Linked DNA regions of Mus musculus: region 1 is linked to region 2. Evidence: chromatin contacts called from public ChIA-PET data. All regions are on one chromosome and are shown on one strand. The core of a region is the stretch at or near the end of the contact, and the rest is flanking DNA. Distances in the headings are between cores, read along the strand shown.

What was found. ChIA-PET counts read pairs in DNA pulled down with a chosen protein or histone mark.
Region 1: a contact with region 2 is called in an RNA polymerase II ChIA-PET map of effector CD8 T cells, with 8 read pairs. The contact joins the promoter of Tmem177 here to the enhancer-like site in region 2. A contact is called at or near these places in 8 of 39 promoter capture datasets (3T3-L1-derived adipocytes, the C10 cell line, HPC-7-derived erythroid cells and 4 more), 2 of 484 Hi-C or Micro-C datasets (both in cerebellar granule neurons), 2 of 115 datasets of contacts at active chromatin or transcription factors (effector CD8 T cells and memory CD8 T cells) and 2 of 9 other capture datasets (adipose tissue and pancreatic islet).

What each region holds. Positions count from the first base shown.
Region 1 is chr1:119,911,871-119,914,605 of GRCm38.p6, forward strand. Tmem177 (transmembrane protein 177) reads right to left here and starts at 1,313. Exons shown (of 2, transcript NM_175106.4): 1 at 1,263-1,313. The region is part of intron 2 of Gm28209 (a long non-coding RNA gene); the gene reads left to right.
Region 2 is chr1:119,712,214-119,715,266 of GRCm38.p6, forward strand. The region is part of intron 13 of Ptpn4 (protein tyrosine phosphatase, non-receptor type 4); the gene reads right to left. Among named protein-coding and RNA genes, the nearest start is that of Epb41l5, 65 kb to the left of the region's middle. Within about 2 kb of position 1,433, at least 11 of the 459 cell types and tissues checked have an H3K27ac peak or open chromatin away from gene starts, as enhancers often do. A contact at or near this core is called in effector CD8 T cells and memory CD8 T cells, where this site is marked.

The DNA.
Region 1 (2,735 bases), core at 63-2,562, 200 kb after region 2:
CTACATTTGTAATTTGTGATGCTATATTGCTTAGGAATTAAAGGCCAGAAAATAAAGCCATGTTCAGTACAGATACAAATTTTCCTTCCAAAACATTTTTTGATATGTAGCTGGTGGTATCACCAAATATAGAGTCTGAGGACACAGAGAATTCACTGGATTCAGTCAGTCTAAGAAAAAAAAAATCATACTTCAGAGCCCATACCACAACAGTTTATTTCCAGCTGTGAAAAGGGATGCAGCTGGACAGGTTTATTGGCCAAAACCACAAGTGGCAGTGTCACATGCTGCCTAGTGTCCCTACTTCCACCAAGCTCCCATGGTTGAGCCACATTTCCATTATCTTACGAGGTGGCTGTATTTGGAGCTTCGGCCTATCATTGAAATAGAAACGGAAGGTTCGTGGGATAGCAATACTCAGATCTCACTGCTTTCGAGCTCAGATCCGGACACATACAGAAAAAATACCACATGAAGATCCAGGGGTAAGATGGCCATTTGTTAGCCTTGCTGAAATACCCAGGGAGCCTAGCTTGGCCACACCTGAGTCTTGGACCTCCAGCTCTGGAACTAAGAAAAAATAAACTCCTGTTGTTCAGGTCATTCCTCATGAGACACTTTTCTTGGCAGGCTAACCACTGATAGCAAAGGTTCGGTATTTGATCACGGGCCGTTAGAGATTCATAGCAAGCTGTTCACCTTAAAAATGTTATCTATTATATATACACAAACAGACCAAACAGACCATCCACCTCACTCATTAGCAAAGTTAATATTGTTTTTAAAGTTAATTGGTGGTGGTTTTTTTTTTGAGACAAAGTCTCACAGGCGCACTTTTGAATATTCTGGGCACCTTATTTCGTCTGTGATTATGTCACTATGACTGTTATTTCTCTTTGGATGAAATTTCACTTTATTCCTATCTCCGCGAAGCGTTTGATTAGCAATGTACTACTGTAAACAAAACGTAGGGTTCTGTATCACTCATTTAACTCATTCTTTCCAAGAGGAAACTGAGGCTAGAAAAGACAGGGTCCTTGGAAGGGAACAAAAAAAAAAACAAAAAACAAAAACAAAAACAACCTCTCCCGGGTCGGCCTCTGAGTCTCGCAGTTGGCCTAGAAGCAGGTGTAGGCTCTGGCTTTAGAAGAGCTCTCAATGTGATTCCGCCCTGACACATACCGGGCTGCTTCCAACAACCGGAACATGACTGAACCCGGAAGCTGGACATAAGAGAACTCACAGCCAAGAGGAGAGCTTACCTCGGTAGCAACCTTAGAACACGCCGCTCCCGCGCCGGACTGAGCAGGCGCAAAGCACGCCGGTCTGGGGGCCTTTGTGGGCGGGGCCTTTGTGGGCGGAACGGGCGTTGTGGGCGGGGCTTGGAGCAGCGCTTCTGTTCTGGTCCTGAGGTCTGCTCTCTAAGGTCTTATTCAGGGCGAGGTGGAGCAGTTTGAGGACTTTGTTATCCAATTCAGCCGTGTCGCGGCGCCCTTCGGAGCCAAGATAGAGACCTGCTGGCCCGGATTTCTGTAGCGCCGAATAGGTATCTGTGCAGTACGCTGGGAGGAGAGCTAAGCTTAATGAGAAAAGCGAGGACAGAAAGGTCTGGAATTGCTGCCAGTGACCGCTGCATTCCGAAGGTCAAGTGACCTTGTGAGACCAGCAAGAATTGTGGTCTAAAGCCGGGTGTGGTGGCACACGCCTTTAATTCCAGCACTCCGGAGGCAGAGGCAGGCGGATTTCTGAGTTTGAGGCCAGCCTGGTCTACAAAGTGAGTTCCAGGACAGCCAGGGCTATACAGAGAAACCCTGTCTCGAAAAACAAAACAAAACAATACAAGAAAAGAAGTGTGGTGTAGACCATATTAGAGTTAAGTAATAAGTACTTACTAGAAGGCACACCCAACAAATGGTAGATGCGTGGATACACAAATGTGCGCTCATTCATTTATAGGTGAACTTGGATGTTGCTCCTCAGGAGACAGCTGACCCGTTTTTGGAGATAGGGTTATCTCACTGGCATCTGGGGTTCAGCAATTAAGGTAGCCAGCCTGATCAAGTGAGCCCCAGGGGTCTGCCTGCTTCTGTCTCCCCAGGGCTGGGATTACAATCATACACCATTAACAGCCAGGTTTTTGGTTTTGTTTGTTTTTATGTGGCTGCTGAGGACTGAGCTCAAGTCTGCATGCTTTTGTGGCAGTCACTTTACCACTTCAGCCATCTCATTAATAGTCTGAGGAGTTTTCTAAAAAAACAGTGCCCAGGGGCTTTGGGTGTTAAAATAATACTCACCATTGCTAGTGTTTTCATTACTATTCAGTAGGTTAGAGCTATCTCATATCTTTAAGCATAAAGTCTGTTTACAAATATTACCTTAATACATCCAGGAATTTCTGTATAAAGATATTATTCTACTTGGTTTATAGTCAACTTTCAATTAATCCACACACCTTACAGATTATCTTCCTTATTTATATCTCACAATTTCCTTTTTTGTTTTGAAAATCAAATTTCCTGAGACATCTCAAACCACACTTTGGGTGAACTTAGTTGATGTTTTGGTTTGGTTTGGTTTGGTTTTTAAGATATGATTTCTCTATGTAGCTGTGGCTGTCCTGGAACTCATTCTGTAGACCAGTCTGACCTCAAACTCAGAGGTCCACCTGCCTCTACATCCTGGGTGCTGGGATTAAAGGCCCACACCACAGCCACCACCAGCCACCACCCCCTCCC
Region 2 (3,053 bases), core at 183-2,682:
CCCCAATAAAGGGGAATGCCAGGGCGAAGAAGCAGGAGTGGGTGGGTAGGGGAGCAGGGCAGAGGGAGGGTATAGGGAACTTTCAGGATAGCATTTGAAATGTATATAAAGAAAATATCTAATAAAAAGTAAATAAATAGAAAGAAAAAAAAAAAAGAAAAAAGAAAAAACCCAGATGGCCTAATAGCTCTTCTATCAGAGGATCCTGGTTCAATTCCCAGTATTCACATGGCAGCTCACAACTGTCTGCAACTCCTATTCCAGGGGATCCAGTAACCTCATGCAGACATATATGCAGGAAAATAAATAAATAAAAATTTTAAAAGTTTGTTAAATTATGAATAATTATAAATCAAAATCATACAATTATCCTATCATTTCAGGGTTTGACAGCCAAATCCTCTCACAGGTTAGGCTAATCTCTTTGAACTCTAAAATCAATGTGCATCTTCTAAAAGAGACATGATGCTACTTGTAACCAACAAGCAAACAAAAAGGACAGACACAAATTTCATTTTCCAAATGTTTCAAAGTAATTTAAGTTCAAAGACCTCTTCCTATCACTGTGAGTTTTAGTTTAGGACTTGAATCTGCACACTATTAGATTTAAGCTCTCACAGTGGAGAACACATAAATTCAATTAGTCATATATGAAAATATATTATATAGTCTTTTCAATTTAAAACATAAAATCTCAAGCTTACCATAATTTACCACCTATAGTTCTTTTACTAGTGTTAATCCTTACTATTCACAAACTATTCTTCCCTCATATATTAGATCAAATGTAAGTGATAAGAGCTAAGATTAATTACTGAGAGAAAAAAAATCATCTGAAAAATTGAAAATCCAGCATACTTACCTAGTACAAACTGTATGAACACTTCAATCTTGGTAATGAACTAAACATGTTTGGAAATGTCTTGAGCTAACTAAATTTCAGGCATCTTAATTTATTAACAGCTCTAACCTCAGAGACCCACCCACTCAAGCTTACTGTCTATATTTCCTGTTCTGAGCGGAAATTTCAGAGAAAAAAATACCACACTGTTAGCAATGTGGTGAGTTTATTTTCTGACCGTGGCACCTTATTTTTCTGTTGAAGAAAAATTTGCTCTCATCTCTTCCTCAGATATTATTATATGATAACTGAAAAAGTGTGAAAGCAATTCAAAAATTAGATATAAAAGGGAAAATAAGGTAGTTATTGGTAAAATTTTTCATATAAAGTTTAAAGGCCTTTTTCGTCTTCCTATTTATACTGCCATTTAAAATTCTAAGAGAGAAAATAAATCTGGAATTCTTAACCAAAATGACCTAATTCTTGCTAAAACCATTAGAGAATTTAGTAGCTAATTATAAGGTAAAAGAGTCTTATAAAAACAATCCAAGGATCCAGGCAATGGTGGTGCTCACAATTATCTCTGCACTCAGGAGGCAGAGCCAGGCAGATCCCTGAGTAAAAGGCTAGTCTGGTCTACAAAGCGGGTTCCAGGACAGTCAGGCTACACAGAGAAACCCTATCTCGAAAAACCAAACTAAACCAACAATAACAACAACAAAAAAAACAAACAAGCGAGCTAAATAAACTTAAACAATCCCAGGAAAGCATAGATTTCCAGAGACAAAACAATCATTAAGACAGCCCAGCACTATTAAAACTTCGCACCAAGACTTGAGCATACAGTACCAAAGTAGAACACTTGGCTAGCATGTGCAAGGTTTGGGAACCTAGCACCTTAAAAAAGAAACATATCTATCCTCCTGACCCACACACACCAAAAAAAAAAAAAAAAAAAAAAAGACAGTCCCTGACAACCTTCCTAGAATATTAATAGTGAATGACAAAACAATGAAGATCAGGCATAACAAAATCTAGTATGTACAAAAATCATTAAAATAAGACAATGCTTTGATTTTCAAAAATAGAGAGTGCTGCAAGTAAGAGACAGTACAAAAAACCAGAACAGGTTCTTTCTAAATTAGAACAATTATGCCACTAGGAGTAAAGTTATCTTATGGTCAGTTGTACAGAAAACATTTGAGTGACATTTACTAAACCCCTTTGTTTTTCAGGTCTATACCACTTTCTAATTGGAACAGTGATGTCCATGATAGTTACCAGGCAGACAGACAGATACACACACACACACACACACACACACACACACACACACACCTGAGTCTATGAAGGGAAAAACCCTGAATAAATGCCAATAAGTTTGTAAGGGGCTGTTGCGGATGACATATTCTTCAAGTCACTTGAAACTGTCGGGATTTTAGAATATAATGATCTATCACTAATTGGTAGAAACAGGGAATAATTTTCATGTTGGGAGGAAGAAAATGAGAAAAAGCAACGACAAACACTAAACTATTTCTTCTAGAAATACAAAGTTGAAAAGACCTTTGAATTTTTGACCAAGTAAAATTTTCCTGTTATCTTTATAAATGCTTCCAAAATTCTAGCAACAGTAGATGCCAGACATACAACTCTTCAAGGCTTTTTGCTCTCGAAGTAATTTCCACCGGGAACAAACACTTGTTTCATTGTCCCTCTAGCCATCTAACATCAGCAGTCGATGTTAGGTCCCTCAAATTTGTTCCCTATTCTACATCAATGTATGGTAGAGGTCTTTATTAGTTTTGCTTGGATTACTGTAATTATCTCCTAATTAGTTATAAGTATCAAACCCATACTTTGCTAACCCATTCTCTATCCTTAACTTTTTCCCAAATTGTATCATTTTTGTCTCTAGAAAACAAACTGGCCCTCCCAAACTCTAATGAAATAAAGGTAAGTACACTTTTTAAAAGGCAATTCAAAAGCGGCTATCATTTAATAGCATGATTTAGTAGCTATATAAATGGGCTGGATAATAGGATTCCTTACATTGCTTAAAAGAATGTAATATGAGAGTAACTTTCTAGTAAAAAGTTTATTAGCAATACTTGACTTAGCCTATTCAAAACTATTGTTCTGAATACATGGCTAAAGTTCTTAAATATGTCTAAAAAAAAAAAGCAGGACACTAGACAAACTAGTTTCCATT